2 separate regions of the Mus musculus genome follow, and region 1 is linked to region 2. A link is a contact called in public HiChIP or PLAC-seq data. All regions are on one chromosome and are shown on one strand. Each heading gives the region's core, a stretch centred on a gene start, on an enhancer-like site or on the middle of the called end of the contact. The rest is flanking DNA. Distances are from core to core; before and after follow the strand shown.

What was found. HiChIP or PLAC-seq counts read pairs in DNA pulled down with a chosen protein or histone mark.
Region 1: a CTCF HiChIP or PLAC-seq map of the NIH/3T3 cell line shows a contact between it and region 2, with 5 read pairs. The contact joins two enhancer-like sites. A contact is called at or near these places in 1 of 15 datasets of contacts at CTCF or cohesin (the NIH/3T3 cell line), 1 of 484 Hi-C or Micro-C datasets (the G1E-ER4 cell line), 2 of 115 datasets of contacts at active chromatin or transcription factors (embryonic fibroblasts and embryonic stem cells) and 1 of 9 other capture datasets (embryonic stem cells).

Annotation. Positions count from the first base shown.
Region 1 is chr15:7,859,068-7,864,375 of GRCm38.p6, reverse strand. No RefSeq gene overlaps it. Among named protein-coding and RNA genes, the nearest start is that of Gdnf, 46 kb to the right of the region's middle. Within about 2 kb of position 1,320, at least 42 of the 459 cell types and tissues checked have an H3K27ac peak or open chromatin away from gene starts, as enhancers often do. A contact at or near this core is called in the NIH/3T3 cell line, where this site is marked.
Region 2 is chr15:7,488,670-7,494,582 of GRCm38.p6, reverse strand. No RefSeq gene overlaps it. Among named protein-coding and RNA genes, the nearest start is that of Gm41262, 23 kb to the right of the region's middle. Within about 2 kb of position 1,387, at least 25 of the 459 cell types and tissues checked have an H3K27ac peak or open chromatin away from gene starts, as enhancers often do. A contact at or near this core is called in the NIH/3T3 cell line, where this site is marked.

The DNA of each region.
Region 1 (5,308 bases), core at 71-2,570, 370 kb before region 2:
TAAAACTGGAGATGTGAACGCTGAGCTCACGGAGGTTGCTGTCAAAATCAAATGAGATATTCAACCTAAGAAAAAGACTTAACCGTAGGCCAGGACAGCAAGTAGCAGTGATTTGGTTATGTAAAGGGTCAGGAAAATAGACCTAAATCTCTCCACTGTAATATCAACTTGGCCTAACTAAAATGACCCTGCCTGTAATTGTGGACTGAACTCTCCATCTTCTCGTGGTTTTCGTTTGCCTTCTATTGGTCCTTGAAAGAATTGTAGAGTCAGTCCTTTGTCTTTTAAACGCAGACCAGAGAAACTGAAATCCAACTCCTCATTTTATCCTGATAACTTTTTCAGCCGTAATTAGTCATATCGGAGTCTTTTCACGTGGCTCAGAAGTCTACTTAACATTCAGATTGTTCTTTTAAAAATAGACATTGGTGAATGCAAATTATTCTGAGACCTCTTTGAAGACTTCAGACTCTGCAGGATTCTGAGCAAAGGTCACTCTCCCAAGCGATTGCCTTTGCTGGCTTTTTAAGCCATCCCCTTCCCCACCCTCTGGGGTGAAATAAACACTGCACCCCAAGAGGGAAGTCTAGAAATGAGGAAGGAGGCACTGCCCAGAAGCAGCAGAGAAGAAAATCCAGAATGTCTCAGTGGTGATTATGAAGCCGTCACCTCCCGGTACTGTCCCCTGAAGTGACCCTTGCCCTTCCTCCAGGATTGTTCACTGTTGGAGACAGCAGCCATTATCCTAGGCTGATGGCTCCAGATGGGTGGGCACGTGGGCTCTTGAATTAGTGTATGGAAGGATCCAAACAGCCCAAGGCCAAGTTCGGAAATGCTTGTGTAGGATGAGAAGCAGCAGCTGGATCCTCTTCAGTTCTCTTCCCTGAGTGTGTTGGCAAGACCCAGCCTCTGAGGCACAGCAGGTGGCATAACATGCCCACTTTGAATTTCACCCAAATCCCGGAGAGTGTAATTCACACAAGGGCATCTGAATGTAGGCTGAGGTTTCTCCACTGTGCCACCCAGCCTTTTGCAAATCCTGTCTCTTGATCCCGGCCACTCTCCTCAGAGGCAAGGCAGCACAGTTTCTGTTTTGCTTCTAAAGAAACCAAGGCACCGGGACTTACCAGGAGACTTAAGTGAGCAGGTGTGGATAAGCTGACTCTGTGATCAAGAGCTTCTATGCCCCGAGGTGGCATTTTGTGGGCATTGTTCATAAATATCTCAAACATGGGGAATGCCATCTGGTCTCAGAAGAATGCAGACCAGAGACCCCGCAAAAGTCAAAGTCGTGACTGGGGTGTAAGTCATCCTCATGGACACTGTCTGGGTGGCACATAGCTGTGGTCATGGCTGCATTGCTAACCTCACAGTCAGCCATTTGTCGTAGCAGGCATTCTTCAAGAAATAGGAGTTGGGTCATTCCCTCTTTTGAAACCCAAAATTCCATCAGTGATATTCTTCTTTATACAGCCCATTCTCATGGCTTGTGGGAATCTTACAAGCTGCTGGGAAAAAAAAAAACTGTTGCCTGGAGGGAGGCTCTTAGAGACAAGCTGTGCACTCAGTCAGTCCCTCAGAGGAGTGGCTCAGCACAGGGAGGTGAGCCAACGCAAGCAGAACTGTGTTCTGAAGCTTCTGGCTGCACTAGTCATTTGGGGGTAATGATTGGAAATGCCCAACCCTGGGTCCCATCCCCAGCTAATTAACTTTCAACCTGAGCCCTGGATGATGCTAGAACTGGATGTCACAGGTACTTCTTCAAGAAGCACAATCAAGACAATGTGCAGCACTCATATTCTTTCTGATTTTGAACTTAAGTATGAGATGTATTTATTCAGGTCCTTTCAAGAACCTGGCAGGGATATGGCTGAGCATTCGAGAGGAGGCACAAGTGATGCTTCAACCTTGTCCCATTGCAACCTCTTGAATTTGGCTTTATGAATGAAGTAGTTCTTTCTCTGGGTTCTTGAGGGTGCTGTATGGTAGTGGCAATATTGAGTAAAATATGTGCTGTCTTAAAATAAGACACCACTTGACATTGGCTTTGACTTTATCTTTGGATGGCCACTTCACCTCCTCAAGAACGTTACAACAAATTATTTCATTCATGACGAAATGGAGGCTCAGAGATGTGTTCTAGAGTCAGTAGTGACCGCCAGCAGCATCCTGCGGTCTGGAAAAATGTCCTGGGGACCTGATCTGAAAATGGCTATTGGAGAATCTATTGTGTGATGATCTCATTGAAGACTTTGTGGTGTTTGGCTGTGGTGACGGCTGGGTGTAGGGGATAGGGGTGGGGTGGTCTTCTGGAATCTTGTGCTGACGTTTTCCATGTTACTTTATCCCTGAAGAGTCAGTCGGCAAAAACTTAGAGAGGAGTAAACAATTTTCCTTCAATGTAGCTTCCCATGACTGTGCCATGGAGTTTCAGCACCAAGGGTTTAGACTTCTTCTCAATGTCTTATTCCTGGTTTATCTTCTGTTGGTGTTGAAGAAGTGAGCTTCCTCCTCTGAAGAAGGGCGACTGGGAACCATTTTTGTTTTCTTAGAAGTGTATGTGTTCCACTTTTTTGTTATGATAAAAACACATCATAAAGTTTACCATCTTAACCACTTTCTAAGTATATAAACTTTAGTAATGTTAAATATAATCACATCATTGTGACACAAAGACTGTGTCCTTTTTTGTCATGCTGGGATGGGACAGAGGGTCCACACATGCTGGACTACAGCCAAGTCTGAACATGTTTGTTTGTTAGTGTGTGCATGCATGCATGTGCGTACAAGTATGTGAGAGTATGTGCATGTGTGTGAGTGTTCATGAGTGTGCACATGTGTGTGAGCATGTGCATGGGTATGTGCACATGTGTGTGTGTGTACGTGTGTGTGTGAGAGAGAGAGAGTGACTATGTGTGCATGTGTGTTTGTATGTGTCCTTATGTATATGTATATGTGTATGTGTATGTGTATATGTATATGTATATGTATATGTATATATGTATGTTCATATTTATGGAGGTCAGTGACAACTTCAGGTGTCATGCTTCAGGCACCATCCTCTCTTCCCCCCCGCCCACACTTTTTCTCTCTGTGTGCAGTTCTCTTACTAGTCTGGAACTTGACTAGGCTGTCTGAGCAGCAAGCCTCGGGGATTCTCCATGTCCCAGTGCTGCCATTACAAGCAGCTTCTTTCCTATGGTTTCTAGAGATCACACTGAGGTCCTCACGCTAGCAAAACTTTACTGGCTGGGTGGCTCCCTGACCATTTCTGTTCAAGACAATTCCTGATAGTTTGGTAAAAATACAAAAACAAAACAAAACAAAACAAAACAAAAAGCTTACTAATTGGAGCTATTTTCTTATGCTTAACAAAGTATTCAATATTTCTAGTTGAAAAAAAAGAAGTCAGTATGAAGGCCATGTCTACCAGAGATGCATTGGTTGCAATTTTCCATTTGAGACTCTTCTGACATGAAATATTTACACCGTTATTCATATTTATGCAAATTATGTTCAGAGTCGAATCAAGCTAGGTTGTAGGACCACATAATGCCATTTGGTGCTACTGTGTGATATGACAGTAAAGACCTGACAATAATGGAATACCTTCCTTCCTTTTCATTTTCTGTCCTCTGAATGTCAAGCTCTGCTTGCCTCTGCAGACACAGCAGTAAATAATAAAACGGCACCTCTGGATGACACAAGTCACTGATGCAGGAGGTGGCCATGCATTCAGAAAAGATCATCTGTTTACAGTCTTGTGATCAAATGGGTGAGTCATGAAGTATCCCATCGTAGGATAAAGCTATGGCATGGAGGGAAAAGGAGGGCTTTGTGAACAAACTGATGGGCTTGTGTTTCCAGGTAGGGTTTGGCCCAGGTGGTCTCAACCCCTTGGAGTTAGTAAGATGCTCTATGGCAAGCTTGTTTGGTGTGACTCACATGACATTTTTTGAGCATGGAGTCCTTGCTAAATTGAAATACAGACTTTTTAGCATCTTGTAGGAGAACAAGTTCTCATCAGCTGTAGGCAGGAGCTGAGTCATGGCTATCCCCTCATTTCTGTTCTTCTCTGGTCCCTTTGGGCAGGAATGATATTAGTGGGCATGTCCTGGCCCCAGTGTGCAAGCTGTGAGTTGGTGAAATAGTTCTGCTCTGGTTGGCAAATAGCTTTCCGAGCTCCCAGGGTGTCCTACCACTCCAGGTCATTTGTCAAAGGCACCTCTCTGCCTACTTCGCCACAATCTGGATATAATAAAAATCCATCTGGAAAGACAGAGGCCCCAGGTCTCCAGTGCAGTGCTAAGTCCAACATTCAATTTATGCTCCCCTCACTCTGCCCCCTGAGCACCCTCACATTTTTAGCCAGGGTCTCAATACCTAGTCCTGGCCACTCTGATATTCACTATGCCATTCAATCTGGCCTCAAACTTGTGAGAAACCTCTGAAGCACTGGTGTGACAGGCACACACCACAATAACCTGTTAGTCCTGGCCTGGCTTCATAATGGCTGTAAGTATTTGGAAGCAAGTTGCCTTTGCCTTTAGGGAATAAATCTGTGTGTGACCCGGGGACTGAACCATTCTTGGCTCATGGAGCAGTGATGTGGAGAAGCCCATGAGCAAGGGTTGGGTTCAACCTTAAATAGCCTCAGGGTTCAGGTTGATTTTCATGCCAACACTTTGCTTATTAAAAAAATATATTTTTTAAAAAAGTTTTGACTTTTCTATAGCATGATTCTGAATATGGCCAATCTACAGAGGCTTATGTAAAAATGTATAGCCTAAGGGAGACAGGAAATTATTTTTTATTTTTCAGCTCTAACCCATTAAAATAATGTGATTTCTACCCCCACTCCCACCCTCACCCTGTCTATGGAATGCCACAAGGGACATATTCAAATTCTTTGTAGTCAGACTCAGGTAGTAGCTGTACAGCTAAAATAATAACTGTAGTAATTAATAATAATTCAATGAAATCTACATGGCCTTTCAAATCCCTAGACCTCTTGCCTTTTTGCTCAGACGGTTCATCAGTGTGTGTGACTCAAGGGCTAACCCTTAGGGGCTTCTGCTGTTTCTCCTCCAAGAAATTCTGTGTCCAGGGAAAGGCTTGTTCCATTCTTGTGAGGCTAGTGGGCACTGGGCTGGTGAGGGCCATGGCCAGGGAGACTGAGCTTGTCTTCAGGGTGAGCTATTTGATTACACAAGACAGGGTACTGATTGCCAGTGTTCCCATCTGAAGAAAGTTTTCTAGGTGGCAGGAGCTAAGGATAGGGTGAAAGAAAGTGATACACCGAGGAGAG
Region 2 (5,913 bases), core at 138-2,637:
ATGGATAGTATGGGGCAGAGCTGAGTCCCTGTTAATTGGTAAGAATTCAAGCAGTGGTGCAGCCACCACAAGGCACGAAGGACGTCTGTATCACAGTGAATACTGGAATACTTAAAGGCTAGGTGAGGATTTTTAAAAGTGGGATTCTGACTTTAATGTCCAAGAGATACAGAGAAAGGAAGAAAATCAGGTGCTAGCAATCTTAGTGGTCTGATGATCAGATCTCAAGTCCACAGTACAATTTGGCCCATGCATGGATTGATTCAATGGTGTCTCTGTGTGATGCGCAAAGACCCATACTCTGAAAGGTTCCGGAGACAAGCACTAACTGCTGCAGAGCAGCACTCTTTGGGTGAAGGGACAACCTCTCTGCCCAGGAACAGCATTCACTGTGCTGAGGTGACCACATTGGTGTGCCAATTCCTCGCTTTTCTGTGACTTTGGTGCAGGGTTCATCATGGAGAGTCTTTTTGCCTGGAAGCCTGAAGATCAGGTGTGCGTAAGAGTCTATGTCTCCCTAGAGGGGAAAAGTGAAAGTTCAGATCCACTTCTTCAGTGACTCATAGGTAGAACTCAGAGTTCCACAGGATCAGACTTAAGGAGCCATTGGGAAACAGTCCCTGTGTCTCACTCGCCCTTGTCATTCTTTTTCTCTACCCATCATCCATTTACCCCCTCTTCCTTATGCAATAAGTCTTAATTTTTTAATTCGTATTTAGGAAAACTGTCTCCTACCTAGCATAAGACAGTACATCTATCTTCCCATTTGAGCTGAAGTCTATAAAGGAAAGGCAGGAGAGAAAAGGTGAGGATATAGCTGGGCCAGAATCCAATCTCTATTTTCCAGTCATAGAAGGCTCCAATACACACTTTTTTCCTCTCTAGTTTCCAGGATAGAATAGTAGAGGTCCTGAGGTTGCTAAGGCCAGATAAGCAATTCCCCAAATAGAAAATAATCAGTGTCCCCAATACAATATGCAATTTGAGACAGTGGTGAGCAAAAGCACGATCATAATCATAGCCCTATATCAGTACTCTGTACCCACACACCCTCTTGCTCATCCCGGCGATGTTTACCAGAGGCAGCTGGCCAGAAAGGAAGTCAGCCGTGGGGGCTGCGCAGTGCCAGGAGCCAGCCCATCAAGAAGGCATTTGTGACTTTTCAGGGCGTGGGGGTAAAATGGAACAAAAGTAGTGTCTGTCTGTTTGCGTCATGGGAGCAGCATTGGGAGAAATTGCTCCTGACCAATGAATGCCAGTTGGTGGAACCCAGATTTTTAAAACAAACTAGCTGTTGGCCAGGGGGCTATCTGAGGATGCAGCCCATCAGTGGGGCTTGCTCCTTCGGCGTGGCTTTTCCAGGAGTGCTGGTCTGTGATAGGCTGTGCTCATGTGATGATTACTGTACCATGCATCTGCTGACTAACGATATGCAGACTTTCCAAAGCTCAACTGTTTTATAGTGTTCCAAATGAATACCAAGAGCATTTCTGGGAAGAGGGAGTGAACTACTGTGACATATGGACCAAATCTGAAGATTTGTCTGAAACTGATCAGCTGACTATGTGCCTCCTATATACCCTCTAACCCCTTAGGAATATAAAACTCAATCATTGTCACATGGTCTAGTGAATTAACTCTGCTTAAACCATAGGATGAGTTTATATTTCATGATTTTTGACTTTTTGAGGAGAAAGTGAATCTCAGTTCTCCTGAATTAACAGCAACTGAATGGTTTATACAGAAATCATATTGAGAGGAATGCCATCCTAAAGTACAGGTCAAAGACATTAAGATTAAAATACACTATGTAGCTCTACCCTCATACACCATTCCAAGTTAAAAATATATTGAGCAGTTCTTTTGACCTGATTTGATCTTACTGTTCCTCATGGTCCCTTGAAGCCACATAGCTAGACCTTTGTGATTACGGCTGAGGGGATCATCAGTTCATAGCTAAATGAAAGAATGAACAGGACCTAAGCTCTCTATTTGTCACTGTATTTAGAGCCTCTCTTTCAAACAATGCTCATTAAAGCATTACTAACCTTGTGAATTTGTTTTACTACATTCCTTTAAAGCAAAGATGAAATTCAGTTTGTTCACTATCCATCTGTTCCCCCATCCTTCAATCCACCCATCTGTTTGTCCACGTATTCTACCAATCTGTTTGAAGACATGAAGGCTTTAACTTAAATACTTTATTGTTGATAATATCCAGTGTTAGCTGTGTACCTTCATAGGGATTTTATATAGAGACTTATATAAGGACTAAAAAAATACCAAAAAACTAAGTGGTGTTTTATTGCCTTGTGAATCATCCCTTTCAACCAAATTGCTTGGGACAATTAGGTAAGTATAATTAGAAAGAAATGTAACCTCCAGGTGGCACAACAAATTCCCATAAATTCTACGGCTTTAAACCAAACAAACTCATCAGCCTTCAGCCCTACAGGTCAGAAGTCTGAGATGGGACAAAGGCAAGCTGTGTTTCTTCTAGAGATTCTAATATAGAATCTGCTTCCCTCCCTTCTCAATTCTTAGAATTTGCTTACATTTCTGATCTCTTTATCCCAATTCAATATTTCAAACCAGGAGTGGTCAGCCAAATTGTTGCCACATGACATCATTCTGACACTACCTCTTGTCTCTGTCTTCCACACTTAAAAAAAGAAATTCTCACTTGTGTTTGGGAGTGGGAGAAGTCATGAGTGGATAAAGTCTTGAGTGAATGTGAGCTGTAGACATGGCCACATCAAGGACCCCAGAGCCTCAGACCTTGGCTGTATCAACAAGAAAGTGTTTAAGTTAAAGTGTTAAATTAAAGTTCAAATAGGTAGGATACACGGACAAACAGATAGATGAATAGATGGATGGATGGACAGAGAGTGAACATCTTTGAATGAAAAAGAGGCTAAAAGGGAAACAGCCAAGCCTTCCTTTGGTCTATGTGTGGATATTGATAGTGTGTCCAGAAATGTCCCCCTCAGCTTCTCTCCATAATATGTACTGCCGGAAGACTATTCCCCAAGAGACTGCTTTTACTGAGATGAGGTATACCTGCCTGCTTGTTCAGCCACATATCATAATCCCACCTTCGTATTGATCGGCGTGTAGTAATCCTGCCTTGCTGTTCAGCTGTTGCAACAAGCCCGCCTCTCTTTTTGACTCTATATAATACGCATGTTGAGCTTCTGGAGTGTTGTGGTGTCTCCAGCAGAGAATCCAGACCACCTGTCCCTGTTTTCTGCCCATATGGCATTCTTCATTCCCTCGGCACCCCAGTCAAGTCCAAGTCTTTGGAGCTCTGCCCGGGCATGACCCTTGTGGTTATATTGGGATCACCTAACAGATAGAGCTCCCAGATAGAGCTCCAATCTCATAAGCAATCCCAGGTGGTGTCTCTATCTCTAGGCCTTTAACTTAAACACTTTTGTAATTTTCTTCTTGAAGTATTAGATAATATATTCCTGGGGTCTAGAAATTAGAATATAGACCTTGAAGGGTCTTATTCCGACTCCCACCAGAGGGTTCTAAATGTCACTGCAATCACACGTTGTGTTTGATCCTAGAGCACCGTCTCGAACTTTGCGTTCTCTATGCCATTTGTGACTAAAAGACTAGTTTGTTTTGTTGACAGGGATGTAGAAGATCTGGAAATAAGTTGGAAGATCAAACAAATATGGAAAGTTAGAATGATGGAAGAATGGAAGGAAGAAAAATATGGAAGATGGAACTAAAGAATGCAAACCAGAAAAAGTTGTGTGGGCCCAGACTAAATATTTATTACTTACTTAATTTTAAAAATATTTTTTTCCTGGTCCTGGGGTTCAAACTCAGGGTCTTAGACATGCTTAGCTAGTGCTCTACCACCCGGCCATATCCCCCACTCATCAAGAAATAGTCTTCACGTGGGCTTTAAGTTAAGGTTCATGGGCAATAAAACTGGAGGAGAACACACACCTTACTAGATCTAAGGAGCTTCTTAGAGGCAAAGCACATGTACAGATGATAGAAGCTCACCCATCATTTGCCTGGAGAAATGGACTCTCTCGTGTCCCTCAGATAAACTGCTTTACTGATAGTCTAGTCTACAGCATGTCTTCACATCTCTTCTGGGCTTTGTTCACAATGTTCCCTGAAGTCACAAGCATGGCCCAGTAACAATGAATAAGCCACTTTGGTTGGAGCCCAGGAAGCGTACCTTCCATAAAGTGAGACTGCTGGGGCCTCAGACGTTTGTTATCAGGATCAGCTGGCATAGTGATGATTTACTTAGAAATCTTTTGAGGTGAAGCACTCAGGAGCTGGGTCCACTAAATATCCTTGTGACATTTCATGACTACCATGAAACGATATCCAGATTTTACAAGTGTTTTATCACTTATACGTGTTACGACGAAATCCAGTGTTTTATCATATAGGTGGAAGAATTCCATTACAGGAAGAGACTTAGGCTGAAGGTGTCTTCCCAATGCCAACTCCTTGGATTTGATTCCATCTGGAGAAGCTTCAGCTCCAGCCTGCTGACATCCTGGAGATGCTCCAGTCTCATTGATCGGATCCGTATTGCCCTTTGATGTCAGAAAAAGGCTGAGTTATTCCAGTTTCTTGTCGTCGGTCTTCAAGCAAGCCCTTCATGTATGCCATCTAGAACAAGATGCGCACAAGCCTCAGCAAAACAACACAAAGCTTGAGGATTGTTGTAAGATGCAAACGATGTGGCCATGACCCGTAAGATCAGGATCAGTGAGTGAGTAGGCATGGCTAGCAGCCTGCTGCCTGTGTGTGCCTGAGCACTTGTCATCTCCCGGGTAACAGTGGTTTAAGACTAGACAGTTACTTCACATCTCTTCCATTCCAGCCCAAATGCAAACACCCGACTGTTTGGACTAGCCTCGCTCGCTCTATGAATAAGAAAGCTCATATCAGACGGAGCACAAACTGTAGACAAAATAAAAATACAAGGAATCTGAGCCCTAGAGATGCAGATGCTGAACTGACATTTAGAAGAAGGAAACAGTGCGGGTGAGCTCCCTTCCTTACTGGTCCGAGAGCAAGTTTTGTTCTGTCCCTTATAGGGTAGCAAAAGCTCTGAGGGGAGCCTAGAGTGCACTGCTTACAGAACAGGGGAATTCAGAGCAGCCAGACATGAGAAAAAAAGGAGCTCTTTGAGAGACTCAGTAATCTCATATATAAACTCTCCCTCAGTTCTCTGGCTGACCCCTGAACTATGCATACAAAGAAAAGATCGAGACTGTCCCATCTAAAGCTCGAAGAACAGACCTGAGATTTGAGATGCTCTGCCAAGAAATAGAATTTGCATTTGCGGTTGTTTGCAGTGAAAACAGCTGCAAAACCAAACACATTAACAGTCTTTGGGATTATCTAATGGGGTACAGAGTATCCATAGGACCTAGCACTGCATTCAGTACACAAGCAAAATTACTTGGGCATTTATTGAAATGGGAAAATGTGACCTGCTACAAAGAGGAAGAGGGATTCTCAGCTAGTGGAAACAGCAGACAAAGCTTTAAAATACTATTAATATGTCTATGATATAAAAACATTTTAAATTAAAGCAAATATAGTTTCATCTTGGTAGAGAAGCAAACACCATTAACATTTAAAACCACAGTGTTTCAAATTTAAGAAGAACACAGGAGGAATTCTGAATTAAATGTTGACCAAAAAAAAGTAAATAAAAAGGCAAAGGACCAGTAAATCTGAAGGCAGGTAAATAAAAATGATACAATATTAAAACTTTAAAAAAAATACAGAAGAAAACAAAAACTGTCAAGAACCTCTTGGGGAAATGTTAAATGGTTAATTGATTTGTGTTTCAGAAACATAAGGTGGAGATGATAGGTCTCACAAAAAACTATTTGGGGAAATACTGCCTAAAGTTTCCCC